2 separate regions of the Sus scrofa genome follow, and region 1 is linked to region 2. A link is a contact called in public HiChIP or PLAC-seq data. All regions are on one chromosome and are shown on one strand. Each heading gives the region's core, a stretch centred on a gene start, on an enhancer-like site or on the middle of the called end of the contact. The rest is flanking DNA. Distances are from core to core; before and after follow the strand shown. Region 1 overlaps PLCL2 (inactive phospholipase C-like protein 2). Region 2 overlaps PLCL2 (inactive phospholipase C-like protein 2).

Region 1 (4,730 bases), core at 1,691-4,190, 180 kb before region 2:
GACTCATTCACTCCCGCCAGAGCTCAATTCAAACCAAACTTGGGCCCAAGACTCTGCAAGCACTGATTCCTCTAAAGAAAGTTTAAGCCTGTGACATCTCTGGCAGGGAAAAGCCCTCCCACTGCGCAAAAAGACACACAGAGCTCTCCAGTTCCTCCCCACTCTCTGCTTGGGTTCTACCACACTCAAACACCATCTACGGCAAATGCTCTCCTGCAAAATTTTAAAAGATTTCCCTATTCTATATATTTGTTTCCATATGAACATAAATTGGAGGTGTTAATCCTCTCTCCTGAACATAATTCAAAGGAAAATAGTTTCCTCAGTGTAGCTATTGGTTCAGTTTACTGGTTCCTAAAATCTCATTACTTTTTTCAGCTGTTTTTCATTAATTTGTGGAGCCAGGCTCCCATTTTCAGTGGTTCTTAGCCCAGTGTTTCTCAAACTATAAAGTGCATAAGAATCCCCTTAGATCTTGTAAAAATGCAGATTCTGATTCAGCAGCCCTTGGGTGGGCCCTGGGAGTCTGCATTTTGAGCAAGCTCCCAGGTGATGCCCAGGCTGCTGCTTCCTGGAACAGAATCAAGCAATAGCTGACAGATCAAAGTTTGGCCCCAAGTCTGTTTTTCGCTTATCATAAAATAAAAGCCAAATGAGCATCTGTTCCTATCACAGGGCAATAAACTAAGGAACTATTTTTTCCTGAGGTTTGCAGGAAATTTGTAGTGTAGCCCCCACATCTAGTTAGGAGGGAGTCAGTAAGTTGTAAAGCCAAATTCCTCTTCACTGTCAATTTTTATATCTGCTGTTTACTGAACTGCAATGATCAGAGTTAAATACTAAGCAAAGGATCTAGAGATTTTAAACAGTACATGTGTCGGATGGGAAGTATTTGAGGAAGAAAATGATTTTTATAAAAATGAGTAGGGGGTTAACATGAGAGAATGCAAGCTGACTAGCTTTGGAAGGGCGACTTTTTATTAAATTAAGTCAGAAAACTGTTAACAGCTGCAGGATGGGATCCTTTAAGTTGAGGGGGAACAGGGAAATTACAAGAGGCAGCTGTGATAATGTCATTACTGTTTCAAAGTCAACCAAGAAGAAAGTGTGGAGGGTGAACCAGAGAGTAATATTACATTGAGTTGTGCAAGGTCCAGAATGAAATAATGTTTCTGTTATTATTATCCAAGCCTAAGATGAAGGAAAGTAAAGATCATTGAGGCAAAATGCAAGAAAGTTTCAAGGCATATACATAACATTATTTTAAAAATCATGTCATAATAGGAGTTCCCACTGTAGTGCAGCAGGTTAAGGATCCAACTGCAGCAGCTTGGGTCATTGCAGAGGCGCAGGTTTGATCCCCAGGCCAGACCCAGTGGGTTAAATGATCCAGCGTTGCTGCAGCTATGGCATAGGTCACAGCTGTGGCTCAGAATCAATCCGAGGCCCAGGAACTTCCATATGCTGCAGGAGTCACCATAAAAAAAAAAAAAAAAAAATGGAGTTCCCATCATGGTGCAGCAGAAATGAATCCAACTAGGAACCATGAGGTTGCAGGTTCAATCCCTGGCCTTGCTCAATGGGTTAACGATCCAGTGTTGCCATGAGCTGTGATGTAGGTGGCAGATGCAGCTCGGATCTGGCATTGCTGTGTTTCTGGTGTAGGCCGGCGGCTACAGCTCCGATTCGACCCCTAGCCTGGGAACCTCCATATGCTGCGGGAGCAGCCCTAGAAAAGGCAAAAATAAATAAATAAATAAATAAATCATGTCATAATACATATACCATAGAGAAAAAGACTGGAAGAATGTACAGCAAAAGATCCTGGATGGTGAGACTATGTTTACCTTTAGAGATGCTATTTTGACATTTTTTATAATGAAAATATGGTACTTTTAAAATAAAAATAAAATTTAATTTCTTAAATGGTCATGCTGAGATAGAAGGAAAGGAGAGAAGGATGGAGGGAGGGAGAAAGACCGACTGAGAGAAAGGAAAAGAAAGAAAGAAGGAGATACACAGAGATGGCTTTTCCCTTGAAGGAAAATTTCTTTCAAACGGCAATTCCTTTACATATTTCTTTTGATTATGCTCACCTACAATTCTTTCCTAATTTTTTCTGGGATCATATTAATATTAAGGCTCTGATGATACTTTAAAGTGTTGAATGAAATCTGAGTAACTAGAATCTTCAAATTCCCAGTCATTCCTCAGTAATCAATGTTTTCTATTTCACATGTAGCAACTGGCATTTGTGAACTTGACAGTGCTTCAAGGGTGAAATGCAGGGTCCTTTCCCTTCTTGGCAGAATCCACAACATGCCAATCACTTAAGTCTCCCTGTCCTCCCTCTGAGCCCCACTGCCCAGCTACTGTGCCTGCGGATTCTCCAGGAAGTAAGGCTCCCACTGGACTCCTGTGATCACACTGCAGCCGCGAGGGGCTGATGATGTCCATGCAGCAATGGTATACTCACAGGCTGCAAAGTCACTAGCATCAGAAACAATGTGGAAAATACCTTTAAGATGGTAATATTCCAGGTAAAGCTCTCCACTGCTTTTTGCAGTTTGCGTTCCTTCAAGCCTTCCTTGGTGCCTATGCTGTGCAAGTGTTCGTGGAATTCCATGGCTGAAAAAAACAAAAAGACAAAGGATATTACTTCCCCAACCAATCTGCGGTAATGAACCAGCAATATTTAGTTTTCTAGACGCCAGCTAAAACGATCCCAATCTCCACTGGGATTTCATAAAGTGCCTATTTCAGGATGTAACTATGGGGAAACACTGCAAATTCATGGCACTGGGGAGGTGGAAGACACAGCAGAAGTGAGTGACCGTTCCTCCTGGTTTTGAGGGGCAGACAGGGCACAGGTGACTGTTCTCATCCTTAGGTCAGAGATGGGGAATCTGAGACTTAGCTGCATTACGAGATTAAGGCTGTGAAAGGAGCAGGAGGAACAGCTGGACTAGAATTTCAGAGTCAGATTTCGGCTCTGCTGAGAACACGATGTTGGCAACTGGGGGTAAAAAGAGTGCAAAGCACTGTATTTCCAGTCCTGAGGTCAGATACCAAGTCTACTGCAGAAAAGAGGGGATGGGGAGAAGGCCCAAGAACTCTAATTCTGCATTTATGACTCTTCCATAATTTACATAATACATGCATGTTCCCCATTGTTATTTGAAATAGTCTCAATGCAGGAGTGGTATGACAGTCCTTTTACTGGTTTAATATCATTACAACTCATGAATTCTTTACATATTCATTTGCAGTCAATTATCCCATCTCTGGCCAACTGAACACTTCAGACAGGTTTCTAGGTCCTTCTGAAATCATCAATTACCCTCTGATATGTCCCTTGCCTTCTGGCACAAGAGGTTCTGGAGTTAAGCACATTTTTCATCTCAGACTAAAACCAGGCATTTCTCCAAGGATCCCTGGATTCTTACAGTGGGGAATGGTGTTTAGAGACCAAATCTGGGAGCTAGGAGTGCATTGTTGCTGAGTTTTCATTGTTTTCTAAGGGTGTGTGTGTGTGTGTGTGTGTGTGTGTGTCTTTTTAGGGCCGCTTCTGCCACATATGGAGGTTTCCAGGCTAGGGGTCCAATTGGAGCTGTAGCTGCTGGTCTAAACCACAGCCACAGCAATGTGGGATCCAAGCTGCATCTGTGACCTACACCACAGCTCACAGCAATGCTGGATCCTTAACCCATTGAGCGAGGTCAGGGATTGAACCTTTGTCCTCATGGATGCTAGTCAGATTCGTTTCCACTGAGCCACAAGAGAAATTCCCTAGGCCTGTGTGTGTGTGTGTGTGTGTGGGTGTGGGTGTGGGTGTGTGTGTGTCTGTACACGCGTGCATGCTTTTTAGGGCCATATCCGTGGCATATGGTGGTTCCCAGGCTAGGAATATAATTGGAGCTACAGTTGCTGGCCTACACCATAGCCACAGCAACGTCAGATCCGAGCAGAATCTGCAACCTCATGGTTCCTAATCAGATCCGTTTCTGCTGCACCACGACAGGAACTCCTCCCTAAGCCTTTTCATTGAACAAATTCGAGGTACATTTTTTTTTTAAGGGAAGAGTAAGATCTTGCTAGTACTTTCCATTCAACTTTAAGTATACAGGAATTTTACATAATTAAAAAAATTATGCTTATTTCTTTTCTCTTAGGTAAACAATTCTTAACCACATCAACATAACTGCTAAATACAATTTAAATTTTGCAATATTTTTGTCCTTAGAGTATGTCTCATTGAGAACATACCGTAAAAATATTGTGTTCTAAGTTCAGTTAGAATAATTACTTTCTGGGAGTTCCAGTTGTGTGCAGCAGAAATGAATCCAACTAGGAACCATGAGGTTTCGGGTTTGATCCCTGGCCTCGCTCAGTGGGTTAAGGATCCAGGGTTTCCGTGAGCTGTGGTGTAGATAGCAGACGAGGCTTGGATCTGGCGTTGCTGTGGCTGTGGTGTAGACCAGCGGCTGCAGCTCCGATTAGACCCCTAGCCTGGGAACTTTCATATGCCGTGGGTGCAAACTTAAAAAGAAAAAGGAAAAAAAAAAAAAAAAAGAATACTTTCTTATGCAGTTTTGTCACTAAATATGAGTTCATTCGTTTCCTTTTTTTTTTTTTTTTTTTTTTTTCCATTTGTGTATATAGGGTGGGAATTGTTTTTGCTTCTTTGGAAATAATTCATTTTATGATTCCAAAGTCAAACCACATATCAG
Region 2 (5,345 bases), core at 1,954-4,453:
CAGGAATAGATTCTATGTCAAGAAACCACTCTCTTTGCTCACTCATAAGAAGCAACTCCTCATCCATTCAACTTTTCTCATGAGATGGCAGAAATTCAGTCACATCTTAAGAGTCCACTTCTGATTCTAGTTCTCTTGCTATTTCCACCACACCTTCCACTGAAGCCTTAAACCCCTCCAAGTCATCCATGAGGGTTGGAATCAACTTCTTCCAAACTCCTGTAATGTTGATATAGTGACCTCTTTCCAAGAAATCACAAATACTCCTTATGGCATCTAGAAATGTGAACACTTTCCAGAAGGTTTTCAGTTGACTTTGCTCAGACACATCAGAGGAATCACAATTTATGGCAGCTATAGCCCTATGAAATGTGTTTCTTAAATATAAGGCTTGAAAGTCAAAATCACTCCTTGATCCATGAGCTGTAGAATGGATGTTGTGTTAGCAAGTGTATAGAAACAAGATGAATCTCACTGTACATCTCCATCAGAGCTCTTGGGGGACCAGGTGCATTGTCAATGAGCAGTCATCTTGAAAGGAATCTTTTCTTCTGAGCAAGATGTCTCAAGAGTAGGCTTAAAATATTCAGCAAACCATGTTGTCAACAGATGAGCTGTCATCCAAGTTTTGCTGTTCTCTTTATAAGGCACAGGCAGGGTAGACTTAGCATAATTCTTAAGGTTCCTAGGATTTTAGGAATGGCAAATCAGCATTGGCTTCAACTTCATCAGCCTTGGCTTCAACTGCATTAGCCTCTAACAAGAGTCAGCCTGGCCCGTGAGGCTCTGAAGCCAGGGACTGACTTCTCCTCTATAGCTATGTTAAGTCCTACATGGTGTCTTCTTCTAATAGAGGGCTGTTGTCGACATTGAAAATCTGTTATATAATATAGCCAACTTAACGAATGATCCTAGCTAGATCTCTGGATAACTTGCTGCAGCTTCCAAATAAGCACTTGCTGTTTCACCTTGCATATTTACGTTGCAGAGATGGTTTCTTTCCTTAAACCTTACGAACCAATCTCTGCCAGCTTCAAACTTTTTTTCTGCAGCCTTCTCACCTCTCTCAGCCTTCAAAGAATGGAAGAGAGTTTGGACCTTGCTCTGGATGAGGCCTGGGATGTGGTGGCTGGTTTGATTTTCTGTGCAGACCACTAAAGCTGTCCCCATAGCAGCAAAAAGGCTGTTTTGCTCTCTTATATCCATGTGTTTACTGGAGTAGCACTTTTAATTTCCTTCAAGAACTTTCCTTGCATTAAAAAGTTAGCTAGGAGTTCCCGTCGTGGCGCAGTGGTTAACGAATCCGACTAGGAACCATGAGGTTGCGGGTTCGATCCCCGGCCTTGCTCAGTGGGTTAACAATCCGGCGTTGCTGTGAGCTGTAGTGTAGGTTGCAGACGCGGCTCGGATCCCGCGTTGCTGTGGCTCTGGCGTAGGCTGGTGGCTACAGCTCCAATTCAACCCCTAGCCTGGGAACCTCCATATGCCGCGATATGCCGCGGGAGCGGCCCAAGAAATAGCAACAACAACAACAACAACAACAACAACAACAAAAAGACAAAAGACCAAAAAAAAAAAAAAAAAAGTTAGCTAATTGTTTAGCACAAGAGATCTATCTTGGCTTTTGACATACCTTCCTCACTAAGCTTAACCATTTCTAGCTTTTAATTTAAAGTGAGAGGTGTTTGACTCTTCCTTTCACTCGAGCACTCATAGGTCATTATAGGACTATGGCTATTAATTGGCCTAATTTCAATACTGTTGGGTCTCAGGGAATAGGGAGACCCAGGAACGTGAAAGAGCAGTCAAGACACACATAACATTTATGGATTAAGTTCACCACCATCTGATACGGGAACAATTTGGGGTGCCCCAAAACGATAACGATAGTTAACATCGAAGATCAGTGATCACAGATCACCATCACAAACATGACATATTTTTGAAATAGTGTGAGAATTACCAAAATACGACACAGAGACATCAAGTGAGCAAATGATGCTGGAAAAATGACACCAATAGATTGGTTCAACACAAGGTTGCCACGAACCTTCAACTTATTAAAAACACACCATCTGCGAAGCACAAGAAAGTGAAGCCCAATAGAAGTCGGTCTGCCTGCATAGCCCAGCTGCAATTATTAGCTAGAACATTTCACCTAATTTCCTCTGCCATGTGACCAAGCACTAGAGGCCGGCAGGACCTGCCACCTGCCCTCCTCTGGCCCTTGAAAACAGGTCAGTGCCAAGCATTCTGCCAGCAGACTGGCCTACTCACACAACTGTCACTAAAGTTCAATATAGGTAATTATATACTCTGAGACCCCTAAAGCTATGGAATTATTCTGACACAAGAAAAATAGGTACTACTGAACACCCTCCCCGGGGGCGGGGGGAGGGGGGACTTATCTGAGTCACTACTAACAACCACGCCCGGTATATATAACCCTCTCAATTTACCATTAACATCAGCAGAAAACGTTGGCCAGGCAGCTTGTATGGTTTTAGACCCTGTGGCCCAGTGGTAAAAATATTTGAATATCCCCTGTACTACAGATTCCACTGATATAAAATAAAAAGTAACTAAACTAATCCAGAGATCTGGGAGGGGAGCAAGTAACAACAGCCAAAATTTAGTACTGATAAGGAACACAGCATCTATTCTTGGACACACATGTATAAAATAGTGTCTGAAGAGAAAATGTGAATGTTCATACCTCATCTATACCTGCATTTAGACTGCACTGCCCTATTTTGCTGAATACTAAGGCATGGGGAACTTAAGCATTAAAAAAAGCAAAAGCAAAAGAAAAAAAGAACAGTCTCATTTAGACCCCTTGCAGCGCACACAGAACTATAAAAGGAACTGAACAGATTATGGGAGAGAGCACTCTAAGAAAATAACTTGAGAGGCCAAGATCAGCAAATTAAAAAAAATAAACAATTTCCTGTCAGTTGCCGACTAGGACCTGGTGAAAAACACCACCACAAGTCAAGCATAACTGTTTGGAGGGGAGATAGGAAGACAAGCAAGGGAAGAAGCAAAAGGGGCAGGCAACTTTTAGGTGATGAGAATGAACAAACACTCCGGATGATTTTGCAACTGAACTCTGAATTGTGGCAAAAGCTCTGTGAGTATCTGAGACCGGAGGCCCTGCACCCGCCTTTCAGCAGTTATCTAGTGTGGCCTCAAAGGCATCCTACAACGTGGGGAGTTGCTGATTGGCCATCAGATTTTTCTGACCTAAATGATCCAGGCTGCTGGTCTGTGCAGACAAATTCACTTTGTGATGCGGTTACTGTCTGTTGAATATTCATGACACGCCCACAAGTTTGCAGGGCCTGCAGTTGTCTCCTCCCCACCCCCTACTCATTCTAAAAAAAGTCTGAAGTCAAATGCAGGTATTATTCCTAAGATAAAATTCAGAAAATGGTTACCAAGTGCTTACTTTCTGTGCAGAACTGATAAATACAGCCAGCTTTGGCCTGCAAAGAGTCTAGTTTATTTAAACCGTAATATCCACATGTACATTTTAATTATTTTATTTAAATATGCATAATAGATATGAAAATCTTCCTTGCTCCCTACGCTGGGGTGCTCAGCATCAAGACACAAGGATCTGCGTTGCCGTAAAGTTAGTAAAGGTGTTTCTCCTACGCACTGTGATACTATAACAAGGACGATAGTGCTATTAAGAAAACTAACTGCTGCCACCTTGGGCAAGGTCAAACCTTTGGTCCCTGTGAAGCTGGAAGCTTTAGTCAAGCAGCCGTAACAGGTGACTAAACAGCTGCCTGGCTATATTATCCGTCAACTTATTCTGCCAGGAGAAATTGAGATGCCTTTTTCCCCTTCCGTATCACCTACATTTAAAGGGGAAAATCAAATCTGGTATTCTAAACCACCAGTGCTACCTTAATTACACAAAAAAATTACTGCTGGTGTAAGGGGGTCGCAGGGGAGTGCAGCCATACCCAAGTGGGGTACAACCACCAGCTCCAGCACCCTGGGCAACCCGGTTAACCTCTTTGAACTCTGGTTTTCTTCAGTGCAAATGGTTGGTGTAGGACCAAGTCACAGAACCATGTTCAACACATTGTATGTGTTTTGCACCTACTAAATGCCTAAGAAACAGTGGCTGCTGTTATTACTTTTAAATACCAAGACAGTACAATGGCTATATTTCCAACTTATTTTTTAAAATATCCAAGATCAATAGTTGCCATGGTCTGGGGATAGGAGGCAGGGAAGGCTACAAAGGGGCTAGGAGAATTTTTTGAGGTGGTAGAACTGTTCTGGATCTTGGTTGTGACGGTAATCACACAACTATGTGCATTTGGCAAATTCCATAAAACTAGACACCAACAAGGGTGACTTTTACTTTAGCAAATTATACAACAGCTTCTAAAGTATGAACCAAAATATTTAATTAGTTTTGAATAAAGTAAACCATCAAAACTAAGTCATTTTAACTTTGCTTATTTCAAAAAATTACAAAGAAATTGAAGGCTTAAAATGCTACTTCATATATTTAGACCAAGCTTTTGAATTAAAGGATTGAGCTGCTTGTAGAAAATGAACGCCATTTGAACAATTAACCACATTAACTGTTTCAAAATAAAGTGTGGGTTGTATTGAATAGTGTGATGAAATGAAATATGGAAAGAGAAAATGAAAGTGATGTTTTCATTTACTAGATTACTTAAGATGACAGATACAACAGCTTCTCCCCTAAAAAATCTAGTAAAAGGCCTTTGCAAATAATCTCAGAGAGTAACATTATTTTCAACAAGCTAAGGAAAAGCAAAAAATTCTGATGATGAGTTTCATGATTCACTTATCTTCACAAGGTACTTTAAAAAGTCCTACAAGGCTGCTCACTCTGAATTTCCATCGACACTTGTTACCATAACCAAGGAGCTCTTTTAGTATGGATCTGTGCATCTAGCTTGGCAGAAAATGTAGTTTTACAACAATTTCTTACTCAACACCATATTTACAAAACAGATGGAGTTCCAAAGAAATAATTTTAAATAAGGAATATAATTCTGGTCAACCTACAGTGGATTTCTACATGTGCCATGCACCTCAGCAGTATTCCCCCTCCTCACACACTCTTTAGCCCATTTTGGCTGTTGCTTCTCTCCCGGATTTGGGGATCCCCAAGGAAGAGAAAGGTCAAGACTTAATGAAGATGGAAGCTGGGAAACAGGCAGAGCCAACATTTCAACTAATGACCCCAGAAACACTGGCCTCTGTTTCTTAGCGAGCTCCCTCTCTTCCTGACATTCCCTCAAGCCCTCAATTACCACCTTACTCACTAATCTCCTCCCGCCTCCACTCTT

Evidence for each region. HiChIP or PLAC-seq counts read pairs in DNA pulled down with a chosen protein or histone mark.
Region 1: an H3K27ac HiChIP or PLAC-seq map of skeletal muscle shows a contact between it and region 2. The contact joins two enhancer-like sites. A contact is called at or near these places in 2 of 2 datasets of contacts at active chromatin or transcription factors (alveolar macrophages and skeletal muscle).

The regions. Positions count from the first base shown.
Region 1 is chr13:4,173,036-4,177,765 of Sscrofa11.1, reverse strand. It overlaps PLCL2 (inactive phospholipase C-like protein 2), which reads right to left. Exons shown (of 7, transcript XM_021069677.1): 6 at 2,519-2,628. Among named protein-coding and RNA genes, the nearest start is that of PLCL2, 180 kb to the right of the region's middle. Within about 2 kb of position 2,940, at least 2 of the 83 cell types and tissues checked have an H3K27ac peak or open chromatin away from gene starts, as enhancers often do. A contact at or near this core is called in skeletal muscle, where this site is marked.
Region 2 is chr13:3,996,004-4,001,348 of Sscrofa11.1, reverse strand. All of the region lies in intron 2 of PLCL2 (inactive phospholipase C-like protein 2), which reads right to left. Among named protein-coding and RNA genes, the nearest start is that of PLCL2, 6.4 kb to the right of the region's middle. Within about 2 kb of position 3,203, at least 17 of the 83 cell types and tissues checked have an H3K27ac peak or open chromatin away from gene starts, as enhancers often do. A contact at or near this core is called in skeletal muscle, where this site is marked.